Linked DNA regions of Xenopus laevis: region 2 is linked to region 1. The links are chromatin contacts, called in public Hi-C maps. All regions are on one chromosome and are shown on one strand. Each heading gives the region's core, a stretch centred on a gene start, on an enhancer-like site or on the middle of the called end of the contact. The rest is flanking DNA. Distances are from core to core; before and after follow the strand shown. Region 1 overlaps slc11a1.L (solute carrier family 11 member 1 L homeolog). Region 2 holds the start of catip.L (ciliogenesis associated TTC17 interacting protein L homeolog).

Region 1 (5,860 bases), core at 1,585-4,084:
TTGCTATAGGTTACGGCACCTAGGCAAATGGCAATTGTTTAATGTGGCCAATGATTAACTAAGTGAGCACCAGCAGGTGCAGGGTGCAAAGGGCATCTGGGCAGAAATGCCTTATGTCTGCCAGAACTATGATTTGCACCTCTCACCAGATGAGATATAGAGCTCAGATATGCCCCAGATGTGATTGCTTGCAAAATAAGCATAAGCGGCGAGATTTTGTGTCCCATTATGCTCTTGCATTTGCATCCAGGGTATTAATTAATGACCCCTCTTGTGTCTCTTTGATGAGCATATTGCAACCCCCTAGATAGTTAGTGGGACACAATACACAAAAACATTTTATGATCCTAAATCCACACTGAAACAATTACTTCAGATTGTTTGGTTTTACAGATTTGTATATTAATGTATTAATATATATATACTTAACTTAGGTTTCTTGCTTGAATGTCTGCTGCTGTCAGTTTTAGAATGTTGCAGATTTATCATGTAGGCGTGCCTTTCTGGCATTGTTCATTCATAGTCCATTTGCTCCATAAAAACATTTAATACCGTTTTTATGGTTTTATAGAGTTTTATAGCGTTAATATACAGGCATTGTCCGGCACAGAATTGTGGAGGCTGTGGATCAACATATCATGAGGACAGCTGATATTTTATAAACAGTGTTAGGGTTTCCTTATTTGCTCACATTGTGTCTCTGTGTAGGGTGTCATACTGGGATGTTTCTTTGGCCCTGCTGCTCTCTACATCTGGGCTGTGGGAATCCTGGCAGCAGGTCAAAGCTCTACCATGACGGGGACCTACGCTGGGCAGTTTGTGATGGAGGTAAATACTACAAGTGCTTGTTTATGCAATATGCACTGCATAGGAACAATGGCCATCATGTCTCTCTTATGCTTCACTCTGCATTTTTCAGAAGATTTGTTCCTCTATAAGGCTTGTGGCTCCCTAGTAACCTATGCGGTAAAGCTTTTGCCCCTAATATATTTAAGGAAATGATGCAACATAGCAAACTGTATAAGGAGTGTGCTAAAATCTGTACACACATATACAAATAAAACGTGCCACACTCAATAGGGGTGCCTTTGACAGATGTTGCCACAAAAATATTGAGAAAACCAAAACTTTTTATTTAACTGTTGTGCAATAATCCACATTTAGGCACATCAAATCCTTTGGCCATGAGAAAACACAGATGCATACGTATCCAGACAGGTTCAGTTGTACATTCTGAGATTCCCAGTTAGTCACAAGTACATACTCAGCCCTTCTTGCTCTTGCTTGAGCTAATTTTTTACCGTAGCCCTCCAGTTCCTTCTTTCAGGGAGATGCTCAGTTGCACACAGGGAAGAACCTATTCTAAACCTGATAGATCCAGACTGGCATCTCACATCACCCTCTTTACAGTTCTACCACTGGCCAAAGCTAGTCTCCCTTATTTTATTCATTACACCAAAATAAAATTTTAACAGTTCTCTACCCCTTTATATTCGCTCAAGCTTACCTTGCAATGTCCACTTCAGTGGTGTCTCACCACATAAACAACAGGGACTGCAAAGAAATACTACTTTTGACATTCAGTAATTATTTCTATTACATTCACAGAGCATTTCCATTATTCTCAAATAGTCCTAAAACTCGTTTATAAATTTATAATAAAAATTTCCAACAAAATAACCTTTTTATAGCTACAATAAAGCATTCTGTTAATTCACAATAGTAGCCCCTTTTTAGCAAAATAAACAACAGGCACTGTTATTTACACAGTAGACCAGTGATGCCCAACCAGTTGCTAGTGAGCAGCATGTTGCTTGGATGTTGCTCCCAGTGGTTTAAAGCAGGTGCTTGTTTTTGAATTCCTGGCTTGGAGAGTTTCGGTTGCATAAAAACCAGGTGTACTGCCAAACAGAGCCTCCTGTAGGCTGCAAGTCCACATGGGGGCTGCCAAATGGCCAATCACAGCACTTATTTTGCACCACCCAAGAATATTATTCATGCTTATGTTGCTGCCAAACTCATTTTACATCTGAATGTTGCACATGGCTAGTGATCAGTCCCGTCTCGTCGAGAAATTTTCGAAAAGGCGAAAAAATTGTGAAACGCATTGAAGTCAAACAAGTGTCAAAATTATTTTGACAATTTGTATATGCGCGACTCTTTTGTACAAATGCATTAAAGTCAATGGGCGTCTGAATAATTTTGATGTGCGACAATTTTGATGAAATGAAATTTTTTCACCGGAAATTCACCGCGAATCCATGGGGTCCAAATTATATCTTTCTAATTCCATTTAATCTCCACAGCACCAAGAATCCACTCTGGGGCATATGCCATATGCAATCCCACGCAAAGGACATCTTTACATCAACTAAGGAGCATGCATGGTAAAGGCGTCTGTTACATCTTCATGTGAAGCAGCGCTCTGTTGCAGTCTGGTTGCCAGATGGTCCAATAAGTCAGTGTGTGGAACATGTCCCTTCTGTTTGTAAAATGGAACCAGGGCCTTGTGCAATGTGTGCAGATGGCCTGCATACCTTTTAGGGCCCATCCCAGTTCAACTTCACATCCACCTAGGATTGTCACCTTTTCTGGAAAAAAATACTGGCCTTCCTATATATTTATCTTTTTTCCCTATTAATAACATTGGGATCAAACATAATTTTTACTGGCCGGGCCGGTGGCAACCCTACATCCACCACATACAAGAACAACATAAATAACCCCAAAATCCACAACCTTTAAGGCAAACAAACTGGTCCAGCAGTGTTGGACTGGGACACCAGGGGCCCACCAAAAAATCTTTGACCAAGGGCCCACCAAAAAATCATCACCATGAGTACTATTTTTTTCTTCTCCTCATTCACCTTCTATTCTCCTAGTCTCTTTTCTTTAAATACTATGAAGTATTTATTCCATCTATTTAGCTTCTTTGTTCTCATAGAAATAGGGAATGACCATGAAATAGGCCCAATGTTTTCAAGCAGGAGGGCCCACCGGGAGTTTTCCTGGTATCCCGGTAGACCAGTCCGACACTGTTGGTCCAGACAAACCTCTGACCAGTGTTAAAAGTTGATGTTGGATCAAATGGTGTGAAGCAACTTCCATTGGATAATACCAAGACCTATAGCACAGAAGTCAGAACTAGCAAACAAAAGGGCACATATGTCCTCCTTCAGTGGCTTTTATCCTTAAACACCTTCTCTTTATAACCCCTTTACAATCCCTTTTACATTCTTCTTCCTGGCTTGCATCCTCTATAGATTATTCTTTTTTGGTTTGTATTAGCTAAAATGCAGGGTTTTACACTTAGCCATAAGGGATATAGAGAAAAGGGATAAATGTCATCATCTCTTTATATTCAGTATGCAACAATACAATTATTTAAATAACTTAAATAATATGCAGATACACCTCCTGATATAATTGATAAATAATAAGCTTGATAAACGTAGTTTATTGACTACACTGGGTTATAGTCTTTTTGTAACTTCAGTGTCAGTAATCAGACTTGTATAAATGCTGTATATTGGTCCATAAACTCAGGTAAGCAACAGCAGCCCAGAGCATGTGCTGTGAATCAGCAGGAAAAAAGATGACGAGCTACTGGGGCATTTTTGGTTTGGATTTTCAGTGTTAATTGGCTGTGGTTCCCTTGGTAAATTTTGGGCTAGTAAAGAAGATCAAATTAGAATATGTAATACCTTTCTGCAAAAGGGTTTATGAGCAAAAAAATGTGTGTTTTTCAGGGGACCAGAAAAAAAGGTGCAAAATCCAGGAAAATGTAAGATCAGGGAAATCAGTTGTGCATGATATATTGCTGAGACTACAAACAAACAGTATAAAATGAGGGAAAACTTAAAATCAGGGAATGTAAAATGGAGGTTTTACTGTATGCAATTAGAGCAACCATACAGAATAAAATTATCCATAATTTGAGATTGTCTTGAAAATATTTGTGCAAACTTTTATTTTACACTCCATGGACATGCAGTCGCTCCAGTAATTGTAGTTTTTGGTTAGAAAGCTCCATCTGGTGGTGAATACAGAAATGTATGAAGTTCCTTAATTTATGGGAATTGGAATTGATTTTATTTTGCAGCAGTGCTTAAAATGTTGCGTTAAACACCTCTAAAATAGAAGGGAAGGGGTAATATATTATTTATCATGGGCTACATTGATTATACTTGTTTAGACAACGCTAAAGGGTTAGTTTGCGACTGCAAGTGAAAAATAGACGCAAACAAACTAACATCCAAATACAATCTTACTGCATAGTTGCATTGAGCACCAATGCATATGCCATGCTGGCTGTTAATGAATTGTGTGCAAGTGTGCCTAATCATGGTGGGGAGACCTAGAGATACCGCCACCTTGGATGTGGAGATAATTCCAGGGTTTTCACAACAGATTGTGCCAGCTAGGGGCCAGCGAATCAAATGTTAATGCCATTGTTGATGCTGAAAGTGAGGCAATCACCAATCTGAAAATGCTAGTCAGGCTTGCAACTGAATCATGTGCAATAGCATTCATTTTTACCGCTTCAGCAACTGCAATGAAGCAACAGCAGAGAGTAGTCTGTAAGGTATACACTACCTGTCCAGTCAAAGGGACTATAAAGTACATAGGTGTTAGGATGGCACACCAGGCAATAATCTTAAGAAAAAGGTGGGTGCTCACTGCAAGGAGCTATCTAATAGCCTCCATACTCAATATAAATAATTTCAAAAAGCAGGGCACGCCTTAGAAAAAAGTCAAATTTATTCATAGCACTTACAAAAAGAACCCAATGCATTTTGACCCCTTCAACTAGAGGTCTTTGTCAGGGGCCAAAAAAAGTGCAGGCTAGGGACTATATAGAACTGCCCAAAGAAACACAGTACACAGGCTCAGCTTGTCACTTATAGTCGCAATGTGTTATTATGGGATGCACACTTGTGTGGTGCCTTTGTGGCTTTATTGAATGTGTTATGTGGTTAGCTAGTAAGATCAACTATTTCATTCTCTTTTATCTGCTGAAGAGCGTACTTTGCTTGAATTTATCTGAATGGTATATTTGTTATCAGTAACAGCCGGAGCTTTAGCTCATTGCTTAATGGAACAATAAATACTTAGTGTAACCATTAATCACAGAAAGACCATTAACTGAAACCTTCATTGGCTACAAATCTGGACATTCCTTGCCTTGTCACGCAGGCTGGATTTTCTGTTTCAAGGTACAATCTGTCATTTAGTTTGTTCCTTTTAAAGTGCTTTATGTGACCAATAGATTGAGCTCCATCTCTTTTTAGGCCAGAAACAGTAAAGTTCTGCATGGAAATGTTCTCGATAGTGATTAGTACCTCCCAACTGTACTGTTTTTTCGTTGTACAGTCCTGATTTTGACAGCTCAACGCACAGTCCCGGATTTTTACTGAAATGTTCTGACTTTCTCTTTGATCTCCTGCACTGAACAGCCAGTAAAAGATACAAAGTTTCTGAAATGTAATTAAGTAAGAGGTTTTTGGCAGATAGCCCAGAATATTCAGCAGGTGTACTTAGATACATTTGTAACAATGTAAGATAAGCAAAGAAACAATTGCAACAATTTAAGATAAGCAAGTGTCTTGGGGAAACTGTGTTCAAACTTTCCATAACCTGCCAGATTTTGTAAAATGGATGTGGTATTTAGAGGGTGTGGCCATCAAATGAAATTGCCATTCTTAGCTTGGCAGATGTTTTTATCCCTCTTTCTATTTTCCAAATGTTGGGAGGTATGGTTTTGTCAGTTCAGTAACTTTGTGCAGTAAGGGTTTATTATTTCAAACAAATGCAAATGAGTTCACATTAATAAAGGGTTTACTATTACTTTAAGAGTATG
Region 2 (5,860 bases), core at 888-3,387, 44 kb before region 1:
ATAATAAAGGTCCCTTAGCTCCACTTTAACGCCCAGTATCTGGGTTAGGGAATTTTCTTTTTCTTTCTATAATATGGTAAATACAGCCCTGTTCAGGCCCGGATTTGTGGTGAGGCCACAAAGGCCCGTGCCTAGGGTGGCAAAATTTTAGGGGCTGCATTTTCCAAAGGAGCACTGGGGACTCAAAGCTCCTTGAGAACATGCTTGCTTGCACGCACGGAGGAGGAGTTGCGTGCTAGGATCATGCGGCCGGGGGGGGGGTGCGTGAATCTGTGGAATCTGCCCCTGGCCCTGTGGGTGGGCAGCCAGCAGTTTGGCAGGGCTGAGAGGGAACTAAAGTTAAATTTTCCTTGCATGAAGGTAGTGATTTGCAATCTATATTTTATTGTGGCAATACAATAAAAGTGTCATTTCTAATGGTAAGCTACTGATAAATGCAGATTTATATTTATGCGCCTGGACACAAATAACATGAAACTGAGAAAAGATATGCTGAGAAAGATTTGGGGAATTTTGTGGATTACAGATGCTCTAGGAAGTGTCACTCGGTGGCTACTAAAGCAAATAAAACGCTGCACTGCCTCAAAAATAAAGAACGTGGGATGAAAACATAATTTTGCCTCATTATTAAGTTCAGATATAAATGTGCCGGAGCATGGGTGTCTGCAGAAAATGTTCTGGGGGGGGGCAAGGAGGCAAAGGAATCGCACAAATCACTTCAGAATCTACAATTTTCTATAATATGGCTTTTTAGCAAGGGAGGGAATACAGGGTTATGGAAGATAGAACATAGTACAAATTGATCCAACCCCTTCTTGAAGCTTATTGTATGCATGGCATACTACTCATGCACACACAGGCACAGACTCAGGCACACACACACAGTCACACAGACTCAGGCACACACACACAGTCACACACACATAGTCACACAGACAGACTCAGTCAGACACACACACAGATTCAGGGACACACTCAGGCACACAGACTCAGACACACACACAGACTCAGGGACACACACAGATACAGTCACACACACAAACGGAGACATACACACAGGCCCAGACTGGAAATCTGTGGGTTCTGGCAAATGCCAGAGGGGCTGCTATAAGGTGCCATAGAAAGTCGGTATCAAGTGGGCTGGTGGAGAGCTGATTGGGCCTCTGTGTACCTGAAATGCCAGGGCCTATTTAATTTCTCAGTCCGGACACATACTAAGGCACAAACACAGTCACACACACACACAGGGATACTCTAACACACACACAGAAATACAAATCACAGACACACGTTTGACAGAAGCCAGTAAAACAGCAGACCATTAAATCAAACAGACACTAACAGGGAGCTCCATAGCCTTATCTAGTCTGTAACATAAACAAATAGTGCCTTTCAGTCTGTCCCGCATGCCGAATACCCACACGAGTTGCAGCTACAAGAGGACTGCAGTGATAAAGGAATTGGGGAGGGACAAAGCTGTCTGAGTTTCCAGCTGTCTTGTCTTTCTCCTGCTGCTGCTGCTTCGCTCTCCTGTCCATTAAACTACTTGGCACTATCTTCATTTTAACTTACGACTAACTCGGTCTGCGTTTTGTAAATCATTGCATCCCGCCTGACATTCAGCACTGCCCCTCCCCCCCCCTTGCCCCTATTAGCGGACGCCCATGAGCTGGAGCCTGGACAACGTTCAGACAATGGTGTAACTACTGGGGTCCGCCAGAGACTGTTGTGTATAAACAAAGACAACCTGAAGGGGGGGCCATGACCCACAGTATCACCCTCAGCGACAGACACACACACCAAGAAAACTCTAAATGCCTGAATCTGCAATACACTGTTCATGTCTTTATTCTTTGCACTATAAATACCCACAGAAACCCAGATTGATTAGCCGCCACCCGCTCCCATGGGAATAGAACTCAGAGCATGTGGATTGGCATCTTGGGGCTAACACTTCTGTGACAGGGGAAGAGATGTATGAAAGTGGTTGCTAGGAGACGGTGGAATAATAGGCAGCGCGCCATCACATGAGTTGCAATACACATCAACCCCTCTAGGTGGTATCTGGCTATGTTGCTAGCTTGCTCGTCAGGCTGTTACTATGGAGACGCTTTGCCCTACTGTAAACGAGGTGTAGGCCCTGTCAGTGTAGAGCAGCGGCTCCTGCAGAATCCTATCATAGTTTAAGGGTAACTATACACATACAGCCCCCACAAACAAACGTTATAATACGTTCTGCCATTAGACTCCAGCTGTTGCTGAACTAGAACTCTCATTTAGGGAATAACTGCTGCAGAGCCTCTCTGGGAAGGTTGTAACACACCTCTGCCATTTACCTTTTTTTTTAAGGGCAGAAAAATCGTGAGTTGTATTTTCTCTTCAACAAAAATGATATTATAAGGTATTTTTTTGATCATTTTACTTCAGGACTGATGCAAGCCATGGAACCAGAAAATGCACAGGGAAAATCCCCTGCTGAAAATGAACAGGAAGTTGTACCTGATGTGGGTGAGTGATATTATTATTAAGTTCCATTTTCTTCTATTATGAAAAAGAAGTTTTTGGGTGGAGACTGTTCCCCTTTAACAGCACAATCATATTGGAAAAGTAGATTTAAAGCTCATGGCACACGTGCCATATTCACTGCTGTTGAAAGTCAGTCAAACGTGGGCTTGTTGCCTGTCATTGGGTTTAATGGTTGCCACCCTGATGCAAGCCACACAGACTTTGCCCTGATTGAGTGCAAATGGAAAACTAACCAACATACCTGTATCTGCTTTATTCTAAGCCTCGGCTATGAGTGCAAGCTCCGAAGCACTAGAATTCCTGTGCAGTGTTGGTAAGTCACTTCCCTTTCCTGTCTATAAAAAATAGTGTGTAGGGCCATGCTAAGGTGTTGTATCCACCCCAACAGGGCTGGAGGAGCTGAATCTCTGCCTGTTCACTGACTCTTTAGCGACTGTGTCCGTTTCTGGGGTAGAACTAGGCAACTTTGCAGTCAGTGTGCAGCCAGCGTACTATCAACTGGATGGACTGGAAGAAGAGAAGTGTTTCCTTGTACATGCAGCCAGCCAGGGCACCATCGATGGAGTACCGTGTGGCACCTCCATTATTGGTATGGATTTTTGTTAAGTCTACTTGGGATGAAATGGGGAGGGGGTACATATCCTCTAGCGCCTCCGGCAAGGGATTTCTTTAGGGCCTTACCTGTTGATAAGCAGAGAGGAGGTTGTAAGGGGGTTAATGATTTTTAGTGTTTTTACCCACTAAAAGTCATTACATTAAAGTGTGTGCTTCTGAGGCAGTGACTATAATAGACATTTTCCTTGTATTCTTTCAGGTCACATCTCATACAAACTTGAAACTCTGGAGCAGCACGTGCATGAGTATGTAAAGGTACCACAAGTATTATTCTATTGCCATGTGTCCCCTGCGGCTGCTCTCCTCCCTACCGGCTGTTGGAAATTTATCACAGTAACAATTTGTGGGAAAGTCTTGCAGCACATTTGTATAACTGCTCCTGAATGTAGTCAGGTCCAGACTGAGATTCAAAATAGGCCTTGGCATTTCAAGTACACAGAGGCCCAAACAGCTTGCCCCAGCCCACTAAATAGTGGGCATTGTATCTTGTCACACAAGGGCTGTATTTTGTGTCTTCCTGGATAAGGCATCTGCCGTTTTTAACCTCAAGTTGCATTGTATTCCTTCTGTGGAACATAGATAACTTGTGTTTCTATTCTGATCTATCTGAGCTGATTCATAACTAACACAAAGAGACTTTGTTATATACCGTGGCCCAAATTAAGAGGTCACGGAAGATTGTATCCAACTCTTTTTCACCCCTGTAGGAGGATGGAAGCAAATTGCCTCTAATATTAATTATTCACGTCATTTCCGTAGCAGGTTATATAACTTGAAAGATACCTTTATCCATTCTTATCTCCTTTGTGCCTGAATTTACAGCTCAAAGGACACTCTCTGGATAAGAAGACCCAAATAGTGAGGCAAGGGGACAAGCTTGTTATTAACAGGATCATTACAGAGGGAGAGGTACAGTAATTGCATTTTATCCTGTTGCATATACTGTCATTTCTACTTAAATGTTATATCTAAAGTGTTCTTTATAAAGGAGAATTTCTATGTTGGCATAGTTTCTTGGCATACTTATGCAGGTCTGGAACTTGGGGTAGTCGGAAGAGGCACATGCCTAGGGTGCAACAGTAGGGGGAGCTGGGAACGTCCTCTTCTGTCACCTACCCCTAGTCTGGGCCCATTGTCCCCCACCGCCCTCTACTGATTTACCCCACACCACTGTGTCGTCAGTGTGTGTGTGTGTGTGTGTGTGTGTGTGTGTGTGTGTGTGTGTGTGTGTGTGTGTGTGTGTGTGTGTGTGTGTACACAGTGGGTGGGAGGGGCGAGTTAGCCGGCCAAGTTGGCCTGGCACTGCGTCTATGCACAGACTAAGAAAATTTAGGTACTGAGGGCCAAAGTTTTACTGGCCTATGTGGTGGAGGGCCAATAATTGAAGTCAGTGTTGGCCACTTCCCCTTTTAAACCACACCCACTGAAACCACACCCATGTTACCACAAGAACTTTTAAGATCATATCCACAATAACAGTGGTAGCTCACAAAAAACCAAATGGTTGGTGCTCACTGCAGGGAAATCCCTCATAAGTGAAAAATTTAAGTCATGTTAAAACATACCCTTAAATCCATATGCCTCATCCTCTCCTGTGGATAATACAACAACCCCCCAACACATGATTAAGCATCTTAGGGGCCCTTAACAACAATTTGAAAATACTAACAAACCCCAAGAACAAACCCCTAACAGGCTTACATTCCACAGGTAGCATAGGGCAAGCAGAGAATGGCACACACAAGCAGCACTGGGCAAGCAGAGAATGGCACACACAAGTAGCACTGGGCAAGCAGAGAATGGCACACACAAGCAGCACTGAGTAAGCAGAGAATGGCACACACAAGCAGCACTGGGCAAGCAGAGAATGGCACGCACTAGCAGCACTGGGCAAGCAGAGAATGACTTAGGGGCCCTTAACAACAATTTGAAAATACTAACAAACCCCAAGAACAAACCCCTAACAGGCTTACATTCCACAGGTAGCATAGGGCAAGCAGAGAATGGCACACACAAGCAGCACTGGGCAAGCAAAGAATGGCACACACTAGCAGCACTGGGCAAGCAGAGAATGGCACACACTAGCAGCACTGCGCAAGCAGAGAATGGCACACACAAGCAGCACTGCGCAAGCAGAGAATGGCACACACAGGCAGCACTGGGCAAGCAGAGAATGGCACACCCAAGCAGCACTGGGCAAGCAGAGAATGGCACACACAAGTAGCACTGGGCAAGCAGAGAATGGCACACACAAGTAGCACTGCGCAAGCAGAGAATGGCACACACAGGCAGCACTGCGCAAGCAGAGAATGGCACACCCAAGCAGCACTGGGCAAGCAGAGACTGGCACACACAAGTAGCACTGGGCAAGCAGAGAATGGTACACCCAAGCAGCACTGGGTAAGCAGAGAATGGCACACACAAGCAGCACTGGGCAAGCAGAGAATGGCACGCACTAGCAGCACTGGGCAAGCAGAGAATGGCACGCACAAGCAGCACTGGGCAAGCAGAGAATGGCACACACAAGCAGGACTGAGCAAGCAGAGAATGGCACGCACAAGCAGCACTGGGCAAGCAGAGAATGGCACACACAAGCAGGACTGAGCAAGCAGAGAATGGCACACACAAGCAGCACTGGGCAAGCAGAGAATGGCACACACAGGGATGGAAGGCAGAACAGAGCAGGAGACAATTCAAATATGTACTACATACAGTGACA

Evidence for each region. A called contact is a pair of places that touch in the nucleus more often than the background predicts.
Region 2: a Hi-C map of the XL177 cell line shows a contact between it and region 1, with 1.8 times the contacts expected there. The contact joins the promoter of catip.L here to the enhancer-like site in region 1. A contact is called at or near these places in 2 of 4 Hi-C or Micro-C datasets (the XL177 cell line and the XTC cell line).

Annotation. Positions count from the first base shown.
Region 1 is chr9_10L:63,451,590-63,457,449 of Xenopus_laevis_v10.1, reverse strand. slc11a1.L (solute carrier family 11 member 1 L homeolog) reads left to right here. Exons shown (of 15, transcript NM_001094539.1): 11 at 709-828. Among protein-coding and RNA genes, the nearest start is that of LOC108701308, 11 kb to the left of the region's middle. Within about 2 kb of position 2,834, at least 1 of the 7 cell types and tissues checked has an H3K27ac peak or open chromatin away from gene starts, as enhancers often do.
Region 2 is chr9_10L:63,495,329-63,501,188 of Xenopus_laevis_v10.1, reverse strand. It overlaps catip.L (ciliogenesis associated TTC17 interacting protein L homeolog), which reads left to right and starts at 2,137. Exons shown (of 11, transcript NM_001096840.1): 1 at 2,137-2,189; 2 at 2,428-2,508; 3 at 2,789-2,839; 4 at 2,915-3,115; 5 at 3,341-3,396; 6 at 3,964-4,050. The coding sequence starts at 2,442.